2 separate regions of the Mus musculus genome follow, and region 1 is linked to region 2. A link is a contact called in public Hi-C data. All regions are on one chromosome and are shown on one strand. The core of a region is the stretch at or near the end of the contact, and the rest is flanking DNA. Distances in the headings are between cores, read along the strand shown.

Region 1 (3,218 bases), core at 327-2,826, 100 kb after region 2:
CTCACTAAACCTACCCACATGGCTTCACCAGATTTAGGTGCCTGGGATGTACCCAGGACAGAAAAAAGAAATAAATGTGTCAATCAAAGCAATGTGTGGAAGAGAAGGACTTTGGCCTCACAGCCCAGGAGGCTGGCAATGTTTACGTCTCTTCCCAACTGTGCATCCAATATTCAGCTGACCACACCTAGTCCATCAAGTTGCCACCATCTTTTGTAACCTTCCTCAAGGCACAGGGCCACACTCTTGCTGCAGGCCTTTATTGGATTTTGTATCTATGCAAGCAGTGTGTCCCTAGACTAGGAGATTGTAGAGCTATTATAGCGTCATTATGTAGAGCAGAAAGGTCTTAGCTTCACCCAATTGTTACTCTTTAAAGGTTACTCTTCTTGCCAAGCATCCTTCCCTGCTACTGAAAGCAATTCTGTAGCTTGGGTTATCCGTTAATAGTGGAAGCGAGTCATTCATTCCCTTTATGTGATTTTGGTGGCATTCACGCAACTCTACATTTGAAAATTAAAAATGCTTAAGTGAGTCTCCATGACCTCGATTACCTGAAAATATCAGGGATTTGCCTATTACTAAGAATTAAGAAAAACACCAAGACAGAACTGTTTGGAGCAGAGACTTAGTGCTTCTCTGTTTTGTTTTCTTGGCCTTGTAAGACTCCTGGTGTGACAGGATGAGTAATTTATATAAACTGTACTTTGCATAGTAACAGGGCCTCTATTATTTAATAAAGAAATTAGAGAAAGAAGACATCTTCTCTAGAGGATCATCATGACACGGAAAATACCAAGAGATACTAGAATCTACAGGGACACTTTGAGTGAGTGGTCCTGCATTGGACACTCAGAGACATGTTCAATAATGAGGCTATGAATACTCCACAGTCTCCAAACTCAAGTGTCCTGACACTCAAGTTCCATCTTTGAAAAAGTCTACCTTAAAATCTGTAAGAGCTACCAGCAATAAATAAAGGTGAAGCTAAATGCTAAATTCCATAATAAACGCCAACTTACAACTCTAAGAAAGAAGATGCAATCAACATCCAGGTCTAGGACAGAAGAAACAAACTGTAAACAAGTCAATACAAAAAGGAGAATAGTCAGAGGCTGATTCCTCTTGAGGTTCCAGAAACCACATAGACATAACTTCGAAAGGACATGGTGTTTACATAGAATTCATTCTCAGTATTTGACACAACCCAGTTTACCAAAATAGTTTGTTCACAGATGTTGATTTATTATGCCTCTTTCCAAAACATACTCAACTCTAACAAATGATTCATAATTTCTTGACAGTTTCCTTTTGAGTGGAGATCACTACAGATATTTAAAAAAAAAACCCTCAATGTAATTTCACATATAATGTATGTAGTTTTACACTGTGAAATTGAGGTCAATGCCAGCATTCAAAGATATTTTATCACCCACCATCTTAATTTATGTAAGCAATCGCTATGATGTTCTCACAACAAAGTCACTTATGGACACACTTCTCAGAAGGTATCCCGATTACCAAGCAACATATGACTGTGTCTTTCACCCATCACTCTTTGTGGTTCTTTTCATGCAGGTTCTAGTGAAACACGGAGGAGATCAGTGGTAATCTGTGGTTCCATCTCTACAGCCTTTGAGCATCTCTTCCCCACCTCGTTTCCTTCTGTGGTTTATACTGATTTTGATGTATTGCTTTAGCCTCTGGTGCCAATTCCTCCAGTTTATGTCCTGTCTGTAGAGTTTTCTCTTCTTCAGCTAAATATCTTCCCCCAAATTCTGATGTGAACAAGCAATTACCTTCTTAAGGTTCTCAGTGATTCCTCATTACATGTAGCTACAATATTGAGAGTATGTGCACACCCCTCTGTATACAGAACAAAAGTATTCTGAGGAGAATTCAGTCGAGAACAACTGTAAAAGAACTGAATTCCAGATATCCTGTTGGCTCTCATTCCCAATCACATGTGCTCAAAGTAATTGCAGTGATTTCATTTGTCTACACACACACACACACACACACACACACACACACACACACACACACACACACACATATACACAAGATTGATGTACCTGCCCAGGCCACCAAATTGGAAGGGAGAAACCTGAGCACCTGCCTCCTGCACCACTACTGCACGAATGTGTGATGGAGAGATGGGAAAGATGGAGGATGGACTATGTGGTGGAAAGACTGAAGAGAAATGTGAAGCAAAGGAATGAGTATACTGTGGCAAAGGTGGAACTGGAGACTCAGTGGTAGTAAGGAACATGCAGATACGAGGAGATCATGGTGAATTCCTGACCCTAGATGCTGCCAAGGGTCATGGCTGGGTCCATGGTCTTGCTTCAGCTGTGGACTGTGCCGAAGTCTGTGGCCCAAGTTTCCACCAACAGCCAAGAGGATTCCATAATCTGGGTGTATGCTGGAGACCATGTGGATATCAGAGGGCTATGCTGCCCCCAAGGTCCATGCTGATCTAAGTGGCCTGGCTGCAGGCCCAAGGCCATGGGGACATCTGGGTCCATGTTTTCTGAGTCCATGCTACTTTGGGAGCCAAGGTCTGTGTTGATGCCCAAGGTCCACGTTGCCACCCAAGACCATGCATATATCCCTGGTCTGGACTGTCACTTGAGGCACTGTGTTGAGCTGCCCCTGCCCCTAATCAGCTACCATGCTAGGGAGAGCTGGCTAGCCCTATCCTTCACCTAGCAGCACAGTAAAACTAACCCTGATGGCAGCGGAGGGGAGAGCCAGCTCCAAGGGCATGAGAGCAGGAGAACTGACATGGCATTGGGTGAGCCAGCTGGAGCAGTGCTCAAGAGCCCACCCTGGTGATTTGCGCACAGGAGAGTTGGTAGGCTGACCAATTCAGATACCTCTCAGGCCCAGATCCAAGGCTTTGAGTTGGTCCACCCCAACATCTACCTCACCTATGATCAGCTGAAACACATGATGGACAGTCCTGCAGATCCAAAGCTGCAGGATTTCCATCACACAGGGCAAAAAGAGAATATCAGAGAGGAGTTCCTGTGAGGATCCAGTATAGATAGTGTAGCAGAAGTCGCCCATTTCATCTACAGACAATTCTGTCTAGAGAAGGACACATGTTGCAGAATAGTCAACTACTGGCTTTATTGAGACAGGGACAGTGGCCCTTACATTTTCTGCATAAGTCTGTCAGATTGGTGATCCTTGGCCAGAAGGCCGGAGATGGA
Region 2 (3,210 bases), core at 71-2,570:
TTCCTTGTCTTGAGTCCCTAGTTCTGCCCAACCCTTTGATGAGCTGGTTTTGCAAACAGGATTATCATATTCGATACTAAATGGTTTATACTGAAGTTTTATTTTATATAGTTTGGTAGGGGCTAGGAGCACTGGGATGTCGTTTTTTTCACCCATGTTCTATCCAAGTCTCTGGATGCATGAGTTGAGTTTGTCACTGGGCTCTGCTCTAATTGTGGCTTTCGTTTTAAAAAAATAAACAACACTACATTTGATCACAGATGATACTGAGTATCCCCAAACTACTGACTTGGAAGAGCTAGTCTCCATACTGCTCACGAGCAGTGGAGCCATGTTCAAATTCATCAAAGGCAACAAGAAGACAATGTGAATTTTTATCGTAGAATGTGAACTGATGTCGTAAATGACGCAATGTGAAGCTTCTGATAACACTTGTCAGGCCTCTTCCTGGTGTCAGTTTCAGTTTGTAAAATACGTGTCATGCTTCAGTTCAGCATTGTGACAATAGTTAAAGAAAATGGCACAAAATGTGCATGACCAATGGGTTCGTACGTCTGTAACACTGCATTGTTCCAGGTGGACGTTATATTGTTTTCAAAAGTTTCTCACAATGTATGTTATAATATTATTACTATTATATATTGTGCTCAAATGCATTCTTAAGAGACTTTTATATGAGCTGAATAAACAAAAGCATGAATAAATTAGATTGTAGCCCCATTCATTTCAAGGTCAACTCAAATATATTAAAGCAGGGTTGTTTTCTTCTTCTTCTTCTTCTTCTTCTTCTTCTTCTTCTTCTTCTTCTTCTTCTTCTTCTTCTTCTTCTTCTTCTTCTTCTTCTCCTCCTCCTCCTCCTCCTCCTCCTCCTCCTCCTCCTCCTTCTCCTTCTCCTCCTCCTCTTTCTTCTTCCTCTTCTTCTTCTTCTCCTTCTTCTCCTACTCCTCCTCCTCCTCCTCCTCCTCCTCCTCCTCCTCCTCCTCCTTCTTCTTCTTCTTCTTCTTCTTCTTCTTCTTCTTCTTCTTCTTCTTCTCCTTCTTCTCCTTCTTCTCCTTCTTCTCCTTCTTCTCCTTCTTCTCCTTCTTCTTCCTCTTCTTCTTCCTCTTCCTCTTTACCGTACTTCACAAAAAAGCAAGCCACTTTGCTCATCCAAATCACAACTGAAGTTTTGTATTCTCTGTGTCCAAAAAGTCCCATGGCTCAGAGCATTTTGTTTTCTTCTCAGCAGATTATTCACCCAGCTCCTCAGTACAGGAAGGAGGGTGGTGAAGACTAACAAGCAAAACCACTTTGTTCATCTTGAACCATTTCCTTCTACCTCTTTAGAATTCTGAAGAGTTTAATCTCTTAGGTAAATAAGAGGCATCTTTAGCTGGGCTGTGTAGGCTACCACAGTGACTCACAGAATTGAATCCTAGTACATTAGCTCAATGTAGAGAAACCTGTTGATTCATTTGGCATACAAGGAGTCTGAAATCTAAAAGAGTCACCTAGACCACAACCTTCAGAGCACATAAAAATATTCGTGGACACCCCAGCCGACTGTCTGTGCCTTTGCTAGTAGGTTATACTGTTCTAGAAAGAACTAAATGTTATCAAGTGTTAAAGTCATCATCTTAAAATAAGTCATCCCGAGTGCGTGTGTGCTTGCGTAGGAGGTGACAAAGACTCAGTGAGTAGCTCTTACTAACTTAGCCACAGAGAAGTAAGTGGCCTGTGGCGAGGAGAGAGTCTGCTCTAGAGGAATTCCTCGGTAAGAGGAAATTGCTGAATTTCTTTAGAAAATCAAAAGCTTGCCTGTTAGTTCTAGCCAGGACTTCCCTACCATCCAGTTTCTGACTGGACATTGTTATCTGATACAATGGCAAAACGGAATTGGTTACAGTTTGTATAAAAAGTATAGCTGATGATTATGCCTAAGAATGTTCTCTGTTCTGTTTTCTACTAAAGTGTCCTTAGCATGGAAAATGTGCATGTTTGTTAATGCTATTTGGATTCTAGTTTGCTCCAGAGCCCTACCTGAAGTGGCTCTTCCTAGAGGCCTACACACCAGACTTTTAATTCTCCCCAGCTGACAGTAATGTAGGGAAAGAGTAGTGACCCCACTGGTTCTGTCTCCAAGGCATGCAGGCCTGAAGCCTTCGGTAGTCACTGTGAACCCCATGACCTCAGCATGGCATGCTCTGTGGGATGGTTTTCCAGCAATGAGTTTGGGCCTTGCTTAGTTTTATTCTTCCCACTGACTTCTCCTTTAATTTCTGCTCGTTTTAAAACTTATTTATCTAAATTTTATGAGTATGGGTGTTTTGTCTGCATGTATGTCTATGCTCTAGATGCACATCTGGTGCCCACCGAGGCCAGAAGAGGGCAGGCATCGGGTAGTCTGGGACTGGAGCTACAGACAGCTATGAGCCATTATGTATGTATCCTAGTTTAATATCTCCTGCCAATAAGACACTTTGACAAAGACAGCTGAGGAAAAAAGGGGGTTTAATTGGCACAAAATTCCAAGTTTCAGTCTTTACCATGGGAAAATCAGAATAGAAAGACCTTGAAATAGCTAGTCACATCCCCAGGTTCTCTTATCCTGAGTCATCAAGCCTCCACTGGACCTAGGGGCCCCCCTCCCAGTGATGCCAGATAAGGCAATCAATGCTCTGCTACATATCCAGCTGGAGCCATGAGTACCCCCTGGTACTCTTTAGTTGGTGGTTTAGTCCCTAGAAGCTTTGGATGGTCTAGCTGGTTGATACTGTTGTTCTTTTTATGAGGTTGCAAGCCCCTTTAGCTCCTACAGTCCTTGCCCTAACTTCCTAATTGGGGTCCCTGCGCTCAGTCCAATGTTTGGCTATGTATTTCCTTTAGACAGCAGCAATTCTGGGTTGAAATTTTGCAGATAGGTGGATGGCCCCATCCCTCAACCAGGGGGCCATGCCTAACTTCTGGATATGGTTTCAACAGGTTCTCCCTCCCCTATGTGGGGTATTTCAGCTAATGTCATCCCCATGGGGTCCTGGGAGCTCTTGCTCTTCTAGCATCTGGGACTTTCTGGTTGCTACCCCAAGATCCCCATTCCACACTGCTACACACCTCTGTTCAACTTCCTGACCCTCCATCTCCTCCCATACCTGATTCTTCCCCTCTTTTCCCCTCCCCCCTCTTCTCTTCCTCCCAAGTCCCTCCCACCCTCTACTTCCCTCCATTATTTTG

What was found. A called contact is a pair of places that touch in the nucleus more often than the background predicts.
Region 1: a contact with region 2 is called in a Hi-C map of Th1 cells, with 2.7 times the contacts expected there. The contact joins two enhancer-like sites. A contact is called at or near these places in 3 of 484 Hi-C or Micro-C datasets (Th1 cells, Th2 cells and large pre-B cells) and 1 of 115 datasets of contacts at active chromatin or transcription factors (double positive thymocytes).

What each region holds. Positions count from the first base shown.
Region 1 is chr4:102,710,370-102,713,587 of GRCm38.p6, forward strand. No RefSeq gene overlaps it. Among named protein-coding and RNA genes, the nearest start is that of Gm24869, 25 kb to the right of the region's middle. Within about 2 kb of position 1,577, at least 21 of the 459 cell types and tissues checked have an H3K27ac peak or open chromatin away from gene starts, as enhancers often do. A contact at or near this core is called in Th1 cells, where this site is marked.
Region 2 is chr4:102,606,556-102,609,765 of GRCm38.p6, forward strand. Pde4b (phosphodiesterase 4B, cAMP specific) reads left to right here. Exons shown (of 15, transcript NM_019840.2): 15 at 1-707. Among named protein-coding and RNA genes, the nearest start is that of Gm52667, 39 kb to the left of the region's middle. Within about 2 kb of position 1,321, at least 54 of the 459 cell types and tissues checked have an H3K27ac peak or open chromatin away from gene starts, as enhancers often do. A contact at or near this core is called in Th1 cells, where this site is marked.